Regions from separate parts of the Mus musculus genome. Here region 2 is linked to region 1. The links are chromatin contacts, called in public promoter capture Hi-C maps. All regions are on one chromosome and are shown on one strand. The core of a region is the stretch at or near the end of the contact, and the rest is flanking DNA. Distances in the headings are between cores, read along the strand shown. Region 1 holds the start of Nsun4 (NOL1/NOP2/Sun domain family, member 4). Region 2 holds the start of Szt2 (SZT2 subunit of KICSTOR complex).

Region 1 (6,027 bases), core at 1,146-3,645:
GGTTTTACACAACTACTCACCATGCCTCTAGGGGCCTTAGCATTTATATACCCTCTGAAAAGTCCCCAGAATTCCAAATGTCACACAATCACATAAATTATCTGCTCCTGGCAAAATCACACCCCTGCTATAGCATGAGGCAAATCATAGCTGCTGTGGACAATATGAAGCAGCCCCATGTCCCACACTTGAGGTTAAAATAAGAATATATTCCCATATTTCTGGGTTTTTCAAAGAAACCAAAATTCTCACTACATTCCTCTGATTACATTAACAGCAAAAAACAAACAAACAAACAAACAAACAAAAACAACAAAAATTGAGACAGTTTTCACTATATATCCCTAGCTGACCTTCAACTCGCTGCAGAACAGGCTGGTCTCTAACTCAAAGAGATCCACCTGACTCAGACTCCAGGAGCTCACGGATTAAAGATATGAACCTTTGTCTGCAAAGGAAATAGGAACTCCACAGGAAGATCAACAGAGTCAACTAACCTGGACCCTTGGGACTTTCAGAGACTGAACCACCAACCAAAGAACATACACGAGCTGGACCTAGGCCTCCCCGCACATATGTAGAAGATGTGCAGCTCTGTCTTCATGTGGGTCCCAAATAACTGGAGCAGAGACTATCCCAAAAGCTATTGCCTGTCTGTGGGATATGTTCTTCCAGCTGGGCTGCCTTGTCTGGCCTCAATGGGAGAGGATACGTTTTGCCAAGCAGACCTGATGTGCCATGGTGGGGAGATAGCTGGGGGGGGACCTCCACCCTCTAGGAGGAGAAGAGGGAATGGGGGAGGCATTGTGGGAGGGGAGTTGGTAAAGGGGTAGTGATTGGGATGTAAAGTGAATAAATAAATCAAGAAACAAAACAAAAGGGGCTGGTGAGATGGCTGAGCGGTTAAGAGCACTGACTGCTCTTCCAAAGGTCCTGAGTTCAAATCCCAGCAACCACATGGTGGCTCACAACTATCTGTAATGAGATCTGACTCCCTCTTCTGGAGTGTCTGAAGACAGCTACAGTGTACTTACATATAATAATAAATAAATCTTAAAAAAAAAATTCTTAAAAAAAAAAAGAAACAAAAGGACATGTGCCATCGTGGCCTCATTTGGCTCACTAAAATTTTGAAACTCAAATTCTCACTTGTTTAAGTCTTATTTTACTTTTATTGTTTAAGATAATGACAGATAGCCAGTCGGTGGTGGCGCATGCCTTTAATCCCAGCGCTTGGGAGGCAGAGGCAGGCAGATTTCTGAGTTCGAGGCTAGCCTGGTCTATAAAGTGAGTTCCAGGACAGCCAAGGCTATACAGAGAAATCCTGTCTCGAAAAACCAAAAAAAAAAAAAAAAAAAAAAAAAAAAGATAATGACAGATACGTATGTGACTTGGATGATGAGTACAATTTTTGGCAGGTGCTCATTCTATATTTGTATGAGTTACAGTTTGGGCACACCCTTTTAATCCCAGCCCTTGGGAGACGGAAGCAAGCAGGTATAATTTCCAGGCTAGCCTGGTGTACATAGAGAGTTATAGGCCAGCCACGACTATGTAGTGAGATCTTGTCTCAAAAATCAAAAGGAAAAGAAAAGAGTGTGTTATATGTTTGTATATGTTCATGCATATGTGCATATGGTCTATGAATGGCAGCTGCAGGTCAACACCACACGTCTTCAGATGGTCTCATGGAATCTGGAGCTCACTAATTCAAAGACGTTGGCTGCCCCACAACTTCCAGAGATCAGTTTGACATACTTAACATTTTTAAAAAATTACGACTTAGCTGATTATACTATATGGTGGGTGGCAATACATTATAAGAATAAATGTAAGGTTACAGAAAAGCTGTCTGACCTGTAGCTATGAAAACCAAGCTTGGCCTGGAACTCACAGAGATCCGTCTGCTTCTGCCTTCCAAGTGCTGGAATAAAGACATATGCCACTCTGCTCAGCCAAACGATCATTTCTAAAAATAGTGATCACCCCCTTTCTTCTTGGATCCTAAGCGGCGTAGTCAATTTGATAGTCTCAGAAAGAACACAAAATTAGGTACCGAGTCTTGAAAAGAACCGTCTAAAAGGAAGATCTTGAAACTGGCTTCTATGGCTTCCTAGCAATTCCGCTTCTGTCTATAGTCTGCTCTAATTTCGTTCTACCTCGGCAGCTTTCTCCATGCAGGTTGAGCCCAGAAGGCCTTCCCTGCAACTTCCTAGGAGCTCCTTTAGATGCTCTAGCACAGCCACCGCTTCGTGTGCGCCCCGAGGATTCTGGTGGGTGGGGTGTGGAGGTAGGCGGAGCCCTGGGGGCGCCGCAAGCCTAGCCCCGCCCTGTCTGCCGCTGATATTCTAAGCAGCCCTCAATCCTTCCCGGAACCCGCGAGAGCGCAGCTGCAGTTTCAGTCGGAATTATTGGCGTTGTTAGTTGACATGGCTGCGCCCGTCTTAAGATGTGTTCGGAAGCTGCTGAAGCTCGTGGACTTCACGCCGGTCCCGCGGAGATATCGATATAAGAAGAAATGGGTAAGGTCTGACATTAGAGGGAGACTTATCCAGCCCTTGCGTTTCCCGTCACTCACAGTTGCATTCGGGACATGAACTCCAGGGACCGTAACCTTCTTGGAGCTCTTGTCTCACGCCTGCCTGTCCTTTTATTAACCACAAGCCTCTTCCTGTTGCGTAAGCAGCCCCCTGACTCCGCCCCTCTCTGTTAAGTCACGGCCTGAGCTTTCATTCGGTGACGTTACATCGCCTCATGTTACTTTTTCTTGCTTACTTTTATCTTGCCCTTCCCACCCTTCTTTTTCCTTTTCTTTCCTCCCTCTTACCCTTCCCCTCCAGTCCCATGAACTCTTCCCCTCCTTTCCTCCTTAAAATTTCAGCCCCTTCAACTTCACCTCAAGCAGACTGCCCTAACAACTACTCCTTCCCTCCTGAGTCTCCGTCGTCCTGCAGGAAAGGATTCACCCCTGTTCTCACTCTCGAGGTGCCTGTGGCGCCCGGGAAAGACTTCAACGACCACCTTTCCTGTAATGCTGGCCTTTCTCCAAATGCAGGCAACAGATTCACCAACCCCCCTTACTCTAGAGAACCTTTCTCTTGCCTCACCATTTCTTCTCCGTGCTTACCTCGACGGATCCCCACCCCGCCCCCTCCGCCCCCAGTCCTCTCCTCCCCACCCCCACCGGAGAGGTGCCCCTTTGAACCCTTTTCTCCACTCCTAGGAAGGCTGTACAGACAAGAGCCAGCTGGTTCATCCTCTCCTTGTTTTGACCGATTCAGCCTTCAGGGGTCACCCTCTCCTCATCAGCGGAACCTATGTTGCAACTATATTGATTCCCCAGAATCTCAGCGTTCATGCCCTCCAAGTCCGCGTCTTTGTTATGTGACTTCCCCACCTCTCATTCATCAGGCCCCTAGAGCCAGCCCAGTAACTTCCCCTGAACTTACTCATATAACCTTGGAGACAGGCCCGGTGATTTCGACTCCCCTTATGCCAGGGTCCCAGGGAAATTACTCCATCATTTCACCTCTTCTTACCCATCGGCCCCTGAGACCTGGCCTTGCAATTTCACCTCCCCTTGCTCACCGATCTGTGGAAACTAGACCTCTAACCCCTGCATCCATTTCTCACCGAGGGCCCCACTGTCCCTCTAGAAGAAGTTACAATGATCCTCCCCTTTCTTCAGCATCTTCCCCACCCTCTGGCAACCCTTACCACGACAACCCTATGCCTCCAAACTCTTGTGAACCTAAACCACAGCTTGATGTACCTCTTGGGAAAAATGGCTGTGGCCCTCCACTTTCTTCTCAGGCAGGCATGTCTGGCTCTCCCATCTCACCTCAAGAGGGCTGTATTCATTATTCCCATTTATGCCCAGATTCCCAGATATCTGCCCCTAGGAGTCCTTTCTGTGTTATCAACCTACCACCTGAGAGTGCTGGTTCTCCTAGCTCATCCCTGCCTCAGGCTCTCCAGAAGCCCTGTGTAGGGTCCTTTCTGTGGGAGCCTGGGGGGAACTCTTACCTCTTACTAACCCCAGGTACTATAATTTCTGGTCCTTCCTGCACCACAGGACCACCTCTTCCTCAGTGTCCTAATCCTTCCCCGTATTTCCCATCTCCCCTGAACAACCAGTGTGTAGCTCCACCTCAGTCACCCAGAGGTTATAATGAACCCCGCCCTCCTACCTCAGCTCCCCCTCAAATGAAGTCCCCCAAATCCCCTGAATCACGACGCAATCCCTACAAGTGTCGGTCCCTAGACAATACACCCCACCACACTCCTCCTAGCCATTCTAAATCCCATAAGACCAACACCTGTCCTCAGCCTCCCTCCCAGTCCTTTGGCCTCTTTAGTCCATGTATGGAGCCAGCCATCACAACTACTTCAAATTCCTGCCCAAAAGAACCTCCCCCAGAGACCGCTGTCCTCAAAACTGTTGCTCCTACTTCCTGTCCTCATAGCTCGCCTTGTAATCCTGCTTTGCCCAGTAGATATCCTAAGAGTAGTCCCCACGTACCACCTCCAGTTTCCCCCTGCAATACTCATATGTATTCTGTGGTTCCTCCCACCTCCCATTTATCCCCACTCTCTAGTCCCCTAAATCAGTCTATACCTCTCCCTCAGCCTGCGGTTCTCCCTTGTGGCACTTATTCTGCTCCCAGGGGTCCGCCATCCCATATCAAGTCTGTGGCGCCTCCTTGTTCCACCCACATCTATTCTTTTATCCCTTTGAGAACACCCTTTGACCCCCGATGTTTACCTGTTGTCCCTCGAGCTCGGTTTTGCCCCACTACTGTTCCCTGTGGCATTCATACCTATGCTGTGACTTCTCCAGTCCCACTGAACAATCCCTCCCAGATCCCCTACAGCTGTTCTTTGCCTCCATCCAAGACCTCCTCTACCTGTAGCACTTCTGTCAGTTCAACTATTGTTTGTAGTGACTATCAAAGTAGTGACAGCCAGATTAACCACCAAAACAAAAGTCAGAGCCCAAACAAGAACAGCTCCCTTCATAATCAAAGCAAGAGTCCCCTAAGAAGGGGTGCCTTTCAGAGCAGAAGTCGGAGCCGGAGCAGTAGTCCTCTCCAAAGCAGTACTCAGGACCGTAATGAGAGTACCAACATGGGTGTCAAACACCATAAGAGAAGTCGGAAGCAAAGCCAGAGTCCTGCAGATGGTAAAATTGAAAGCCAGAGCAAGAGTCTCCAGCATAGGAAAAGTGTGGGACAGATTAAGAGTCCTCACAGTAAGAAGAAATAATGACCAGAATGCATGTTCTGACCAGAACAAAAACCCAGACGAGGGTAGAAGGTGCATTAACAAGACTGCCATCAGTAGTATCTCAGTTGTTACAATGAGGGCCAACTCCTCGTCTGAAGTCTTCAGTTCTTTTTTCAATCTGACTCAAGTCCTTCACTGTTGGCCAATAGCAGTCATTCTTCTTTAATTCTTACCTAAAGATTCTGTGAACTGTCTTTATTCTGCCTTCCTGGGAAACCTAAAACCTCTCAGCTCTATAATTCTGTGCATTACGTCGTCCAGTCACTGCATTATCTTAGGTGAGTGACTCATTGCTCTATCAGATGGGAAAGAGAATTATTGTTGTTGTTTTTGTTGTTGTTGTTGTTTTTCAAGACAGGGTTTCTCTGTGTAGCCCTGGCTGTCCTGGAACTCACTCTGAAGACCAGGCTGGCCTCAAACTCAGAAATCCGCCTGCCTCTGTCTCCCGAGTGCTGGGATTAAAGGCGTGTGCCACCACGCCCGGCAGAGAATTATTTGTATCCTATTGAGCACCACTGCCATAGAGCTCTCTCATAAGCTAATAGACAATAACAAGCTTTGAAAACAGGATTGTAAAGAATAGAAGTGCCAGGCATGGTGGCACACACCTTTAATCCCAGCACTTGGCAGCAGGGTCAGGTGGATCTCTGTAGTTTGAGGCCAGCCTGGTCTACAAATCAAGTTCCAGGACAGCTAGGTTTATGCAGAGAAACCATCTGTCATAAAAAGCTTTAAGCCTCA
Region 2 (6,027 bases), core at 2,541-5,040, 2.4 Mb before region 1:
GCCTCTGCTCAGGAGGGGAGCCGACTCTTCTTTTTTAAAGTAACTTCTAATTTTGTGTTGGTGGTCAGAGGACAACTTGTTGGCTTTCCCCCTCCACCATGTAGGTCCGTCCCAGGGATCAAACTTAGGCCAGACCTGGCAACAGGCACCTCTGCCCACTGAGCCATCTCTCCAGCCCCAGCAGTTCATTCTTATGTCCTTACTTCACAATTGGGCAGGCCATTGCTATTTAGTGATCTTACACAGCTCTCCCTCTGTGCTGTGATCTTACACAGCTCTCGCTCTGTGCTGCCACATCCCTCCTTACCTCCGCTCTCTGATTCTCGTTCTTCTTTGCTGATTTTCTCTAAAAGGTTTGAGCACATTTTATTCAAGCTCTGGATCTGCTTCTGTAACACACATGAATTGATTAGTGATTAGCAATGATTCAGGGAAGCATCTTCGTTGTGCTCTTCCACAGGCAGCCTAGCTGTGAGCAACCCCACACCCCTACACAGCCTTGGTAAAGTCTTGCTTATGAAGGATGAGGATGAGGTAGCAGGCCAGTGACTCAGTCCAACCTGAGCTGCATCAGCACCAATTCTGGCAGCATCTGTTGTCAGCTGCTTCTCCTGCTCTTCAACTTCAGGGTCAGGCTTGGTTCTCAAGTGGTCAGGAACGACCTCATGGCTGAAAACAGGCACTCGTCCTTCAGTTTGACGCTGTAATATAGATTGGATTCATCCTATTGTGCTATCCAAGTAGGCCAGTTCTAACCCCACTTCCCTTCCATCAGAAAACGCATTTCCAGAGACAACACAACCGGAGGTAGGGATAGCTTTCTGTGACACTCTCTTTTCACTCACTCACTCCATCAGAACTAGGGTGAGCTAAATCCCACCCTCCACTACCACACTGAAATTGTCTTTTTTTGCTGTTTTGTTTTGGTCTTTTGTGAATCTCTACCTCCACCCCTATTCTGGGGACCCAGGACTTTGTGTCTGTTCTACCACTGAGCTAAATTCTCAACCCCACATTTTAAAGACTGCAGCAAAGTCACAGGCAAGCAGGACAGACTTTTTTCTTTTTGCCTGACATAGATGTTGGAAAAGGAAGGTCGTGGACTTGGTGAGATAGGCCCTGATTTTCACTTCATTCTTTAAGGGGGACTCTCCTGACCCCAGAAGGATAAAAACAAGTCTTCCAGACGGCAGCCCTCACCTTTCATGGCCACACAGAGGATCCAGTCAACAAGATACTGTGTGTCTTACCATGAGGTCTTCGTCTCGGTCTGGGGACAGCACCAGAGGGATGATGACCTGGTTTCGGAACAGTGGCGTCTTCTCATGCTTTAAGACCTTGTTCAGAGTGTTCAACTGTCCAGAAAGCAATGCAAAGCTGTCCAGGACAGAGGGCCTGGAGGTGGCGAGAAGTCACCAGAGTTACTTCTCCCTACAAAGTAACCTCTAAAAGTCCTAATGCTGCAACACTCAGACTCACCCCGAAGACTCGCAGCCCTGTGTCTGGCATAGGCAAGAACCAGATTTGCTAGTAGAGATGGAATTGGGAAAGAGGAACACACTTTCAATTTTTGACATAGATACAGAAAAAAGGCAACCCACTGTTTGACTGGGTTTGGGAGCAGTGGAAACAGGGGCTGTGGTTACACTGTAGTAAGTCTGTAAAGCCTCCTCCCTAATGTAGTAACAGACTCTATCATTCCAGAAGGCTGGATCTCAGATCCAGCCTCATGTGTGGAAGGAGAGCCACCATAAATGGAGCTATAATGGTCTTCCACTGAGGAAATGCCTCCTCACTAAGGAAGCCAAAGCGTAAGAATTAAAACCTAGAAACAGCCTAGGTTGGGAAACTGGACATTTTTCTACTTCCTTGCCATGGAGGCTTTAAGCCAAACTAAACTTGTCAATGTTGGGCAACCTAGTTCTTTCCAAATCAAAAAGGATATTTGCAAGTTGATAAATGGGTACATCGCTGGAGATGTCCTGTCAGCCAGGGGGCTTGGCCCCACCACCCATGGATCCCTCCCCAGCTTGTCCTGGCAATCCTTACCAGGTCAGCCGGTCATACTCGTTTTCCAACTTGTAAATGAAACTCCCCAGTGAATTCTTCAGATCGGCCACTTGATTCAGCAGGGCATCTAATGATGCCTCAAGCTGCTTCTCCTCCCTCTGCATCAACAGTGTGTTTGGTTACTCAGATACAAGTGAGCGTGACACATTCAGAAAAGCTAAATTGTTTTCTATCTTGGTATTTGGGTTACAGATAGCATCAACCCTTAGACCTTTCAACCTGTTCACCTGGCCTGAAGTCCTCCTACTAACTGATTCCTCTATAACCCTCCTACACTGTGGTCCTTCAAGAAGGTCATTGCACCAGACCTAATTCTCTTTGGCTTGAAACCTCATGATTTGTCTTTGTAACAAAACTGGCTTCGAACTCACTTAGCCTTGCACCTTTTTAATTCCATGCTCTCCTCCTCCCAGCTCTCAAACACTGCCTCTCCCAGTAGACAACATTCTCTTAGATTTGCAGTAGGGTTAATAGGAACGTGCTCAGGTTTCTGCACACTCTTCTTTGTCAGTTCCTCTTCTGGAAAATAGATGTGGCCTGCCTACCTCACGACTGCTTATTGTCACTGCGCTGCTTTCCTTGGGTGGATGAGAATCCCTCGTGTCACTCTGTGGTGTTGGCATTGACACAGTTTTGTTTTGTTTTTTTCAGGAAGTTCAGTTCACCTCAGAAAGGTTTGCCATGATAACAGGGGTGCTATCTGCACACACAGCCTAAATAATTCCCGAAGTTCATTATATCATGGGTGCCTCTGGTCATCCTCTTGTGAGTGTAGCTACTGTCAACCACACAATCTGGACAATCTCACACGTTGCCTCTCTGTAAGGTTTTCTCTGAATACCAGCTCTGCAATCCCCTTCCCGGTCCCCCAACTGGCCGTTTATCCATAGCATTTGGTGCTTTGGAAAGTCAACGTGCATCTTTGTGCCAATATTCCCGTGTCTCTTTCATAATTCGGGTGACCCATAAACAGTGTAGGTTTATCAGATGCAACAAGCCAAGTGAGTAATGAAAGAGTAATGAAAGACAAAGGCGAGGAAACCTGCACATTGTTTCTGAGTGTTAGACAATTTTAAACGCTGAGGCGGCAGAGGGTTTCCGTTTGACTATCTGAGGACTATTTACCCCACTTCTCCGCCCTTAGCAACGAGGTACAAGCCGGGAAGAATGATGCAAAGCTGATTTGCAAACCTGACTATGTGACTGAGGGGGTTGGACACCGGGTTCCACCCACAGCCTCGAATTACAAACAGCTTAGTTTTCATCCTTGGAGGCCCACGATCCCTTTAGCCTTCTGAAGCCTTATGACGCCTGTGTCCAACAGCCTAGATCGAGGCGTGCGGCAGCCCACTACTTTCCCGAGCCTTCCCAAATGCCACCACGATCCTTTTCCACGCTCAATCAAGTCCGCCTTTCCTCCCCGGGCCTCCGACCTTCTCACATCAGCGGGCTCGATGCCCGCGCCTCCCGCAGCTGGCCTCGCTCTCTCTGGCTCCGCTGCCTTTCCTCTGCCCTCCGCTCACAGCCCCAACTCCCCGGTGTCCTCAGCCCAATCACCCTCCCGCCAGCGGCTATAAGGCCCAACCCGCTTCTCACCTGCATTGCCGCGGCCCGGCGGGCGCAACCACTTCCCTTTCCGGTTTCTCGCACGGCTTGCTGCGCTCACCAATCAGAAAACTCAAAACGGGACCATCCCAACAACTTCCGGTTCCTGCCCGGTACAGAACTAGCCGGGTCAGAGGTCAGGAGTGGAGCAACCTCCCTGGCCCGGGCCGGCGCGGGAGGGCTGTGTGATGGCCTCGGAGCGCCCCGAGCCAGAGGTGAGGGATGGGCGGGCGCGGGGCCGAGGCCCGAGGGCGGGCGTGTGGCAGCCTTCACCCTCCGGAGCCTCAAGGAGGCCGTTGCTGTTTTGTTTACTCAGATGCCATCCTGATCTTCGTCGCCCATCCACAGACTTGTTAGCGATAGTGATGCTGATAAAAACTCGTGTTTTGGTTATTAGTTGGGATTTTCATTGTGCCACGCCGAAGCTGACCGACTTTGCGGGGTTTTTTGTATCTCATCTATTGGAATGCAATCAATAGCATGAGTTGATTTCGCTCTAGCGTTCGTGCTCTTGGCAAAGCCCTACAACCCTCTGGCCAGTCTTAACTTAGGACAGACCCTGCTTCCTTCTTTATAAAAGTATTTGTTCTGTGATGTGGCTTGGGGATCACAAGTTAAGGCAGAAAAGGCAGACGAGGCACCCGCCCCCCCACCCCACCCCCCACCCCCTAGATGCAAAGAACCCTATATGTATGTTTTGACATTCAGACTCCAGCAGGGAATCTGGCAGTATTTATTGTCATGTACAGAGCAGACAACTGAAGTCAGAGCAGGTGAGGTGTCATGCCATGCAAAGATACCTTAGGACTACTCCTTCCAACTGAACGAGCGGATCCGAGGAGGTACCAAATTTGGCTAGCGTGTCCAGGACCCCAGAGGGATAGCCTTGTAGGAGGGAAGGTTGATGCATGTGCGTAACGATACAAATAGCAATGGCTACTTGTCGAATTCTTACTGTATGCCAGCCACAATTCTGAGCTCTTTACTGTTACCAGTTCTTTCAACCCTATAAGGCAAACACCATTATCATCCCTCTTTTCAGGAAACTGAGGTGCCACTATTAAAAGAAGCATAGTTGTGCAGCTAGTATTGGGGCTAGAACTCCCAGGTAGGTGAGCTCGCTCTACAGCTACAAGTTGTCCTCTGACCTGCACACGTGCACTCTGACACGGGTGTGATCTTATATATGTATAATGTATGAGTACACACACCCGTGTATGGGGAGGATGTGATAAACTACACACATGAAAACCCTATGAGTGAATAGGGTAGAAACAGAATACCAAGAAGAAAGGGTGATGTTTAGAGAGGCTAGGCTCCCAAAAGAGAGGAAGAAGCAAGTGCTGTTCTGCAACCAGAATTGTGCTGAGGGTTAGGGTGGATGCAGAGGGTAAAACAGAGACTCCTTAGCTGTGGGGACTAAATGAACATTGGATTATAATAGGTGTTGCAGAGGCGTAAGTGAAGTGTCACATTTAGTGGGGCATTTAACCTCCTTCCACAAATGGGTGGGATCCAGGAAGTTTAAGTTCTCTAAGTATCTAACACAGGTAGAATCCTCAGGAAATTGTCATTCTTGCTTTCCCTGTTCAGGAATGGAGAAACATGCAGAGCCAGTATTTGCCCCAAGGTGCCTTTAACACTGAAGGGCCTGCTTTTACCATAGTGGTGGGTGATGGGGCTGAGACTGGGAAAGAGAAGGCTCAGCTCGCAGTTATGCCAGAGGTTAAGGTTTATCATGCTGGCAGGCTTCGGATAGTTAGGAGGCAGAGGTATCGACGTTATTTTGTGGGAAGAAAGCACATGGTTTAGAAAAAGCTCAAGAGAATAATTTGGTCTTTAGTCTTAAAGAAGCAGGAAGAAACTCTGGTGGGTGGGTGGGAGTGGCAACACAGTGCCTGGCATCACTATCCAGCTTGGCATCGGTGTATGTGGGCCTCAGCGACGATCGTAATCAGTGATAGCCTTCCGACACCATTGTACTCCCCTCCCCCCTTTAATGTCAGTATCCCTGCAAAGATCTCCTTATCTTGCTATTACAATAAAGCCTAGATGACAGTTGGGTAACCTGCAAGATCACATACTTAGCATGTACTAGAACACATCAGAATCCAGGTCTCTTGACTCCAAGAGCCTGGCTTTGTCTTGTTTATCAGACTGCTTCAAAAGGCAGGCACATCAGACTCAAGGGAAGTCAGGATTGAAGCTCCATGTGGAGGTGAATGCTATGAAACACAACTGAATTAAAAAATGTCTCAATCAGTCATACGGAAAAATCCCCAGGGGAGCTAGTTAAAATGGAGATTCTTGAGCTCTGTCAGCTCTGAATTCAGTTGGTCTCTGATTGTACCC

The links. Promoter capture Hi-C pulls out the DNA fragments that hold promoters and counts their contacts.
Region 2: a contact with region 1 is called in a promoter capture Hi-C map of pre-B cells, with 3 times the contacts expected there. The contact joins the promoter of Szt2 here to the promoter of Nsun4 in region 1. A contact is called at or near these places in 1 of 39 promoter capture datasets (pre-B cells) and 1 of 9 other capture datasets (adipose tissue).

The regions. Positions count from the first base shown.
Region 1 is chr4:116,050,179-116,056,205 of GRCm38.p6, reverse strand. It overlaps Nsun4 (NOL1/NOP2/Sun domain family, member 4), which reads left to right and starts at 2,395. Exons shown (of 6, transcript NM_028142.5): 1 at 2,395-2,522. The coding sequence starts at 2,430.
Region 2 is chr4:118,407,026-118,413,052 of GRCm38.p6, reverse strand. Szt2 (SZT2 subunit of KICSTOR complex) reads left to right here and starts at 3,790. Exons shown (of 72, transcript NM_198170.4): 1 at 3,790-3,890. The coding sequence starts at 3,864. It overlaps Med8 (mediator complex subunit 8), which reads right to left and starts at 3,716. Exons shown (of 7, transcript NM_020000.3): 1 at 3,667-3,716; 2 at 2,050-2,168; 3 at 1,251-1,395; 4 at 561-701; 5 at 308-389. The coding sequence starts at 3,672.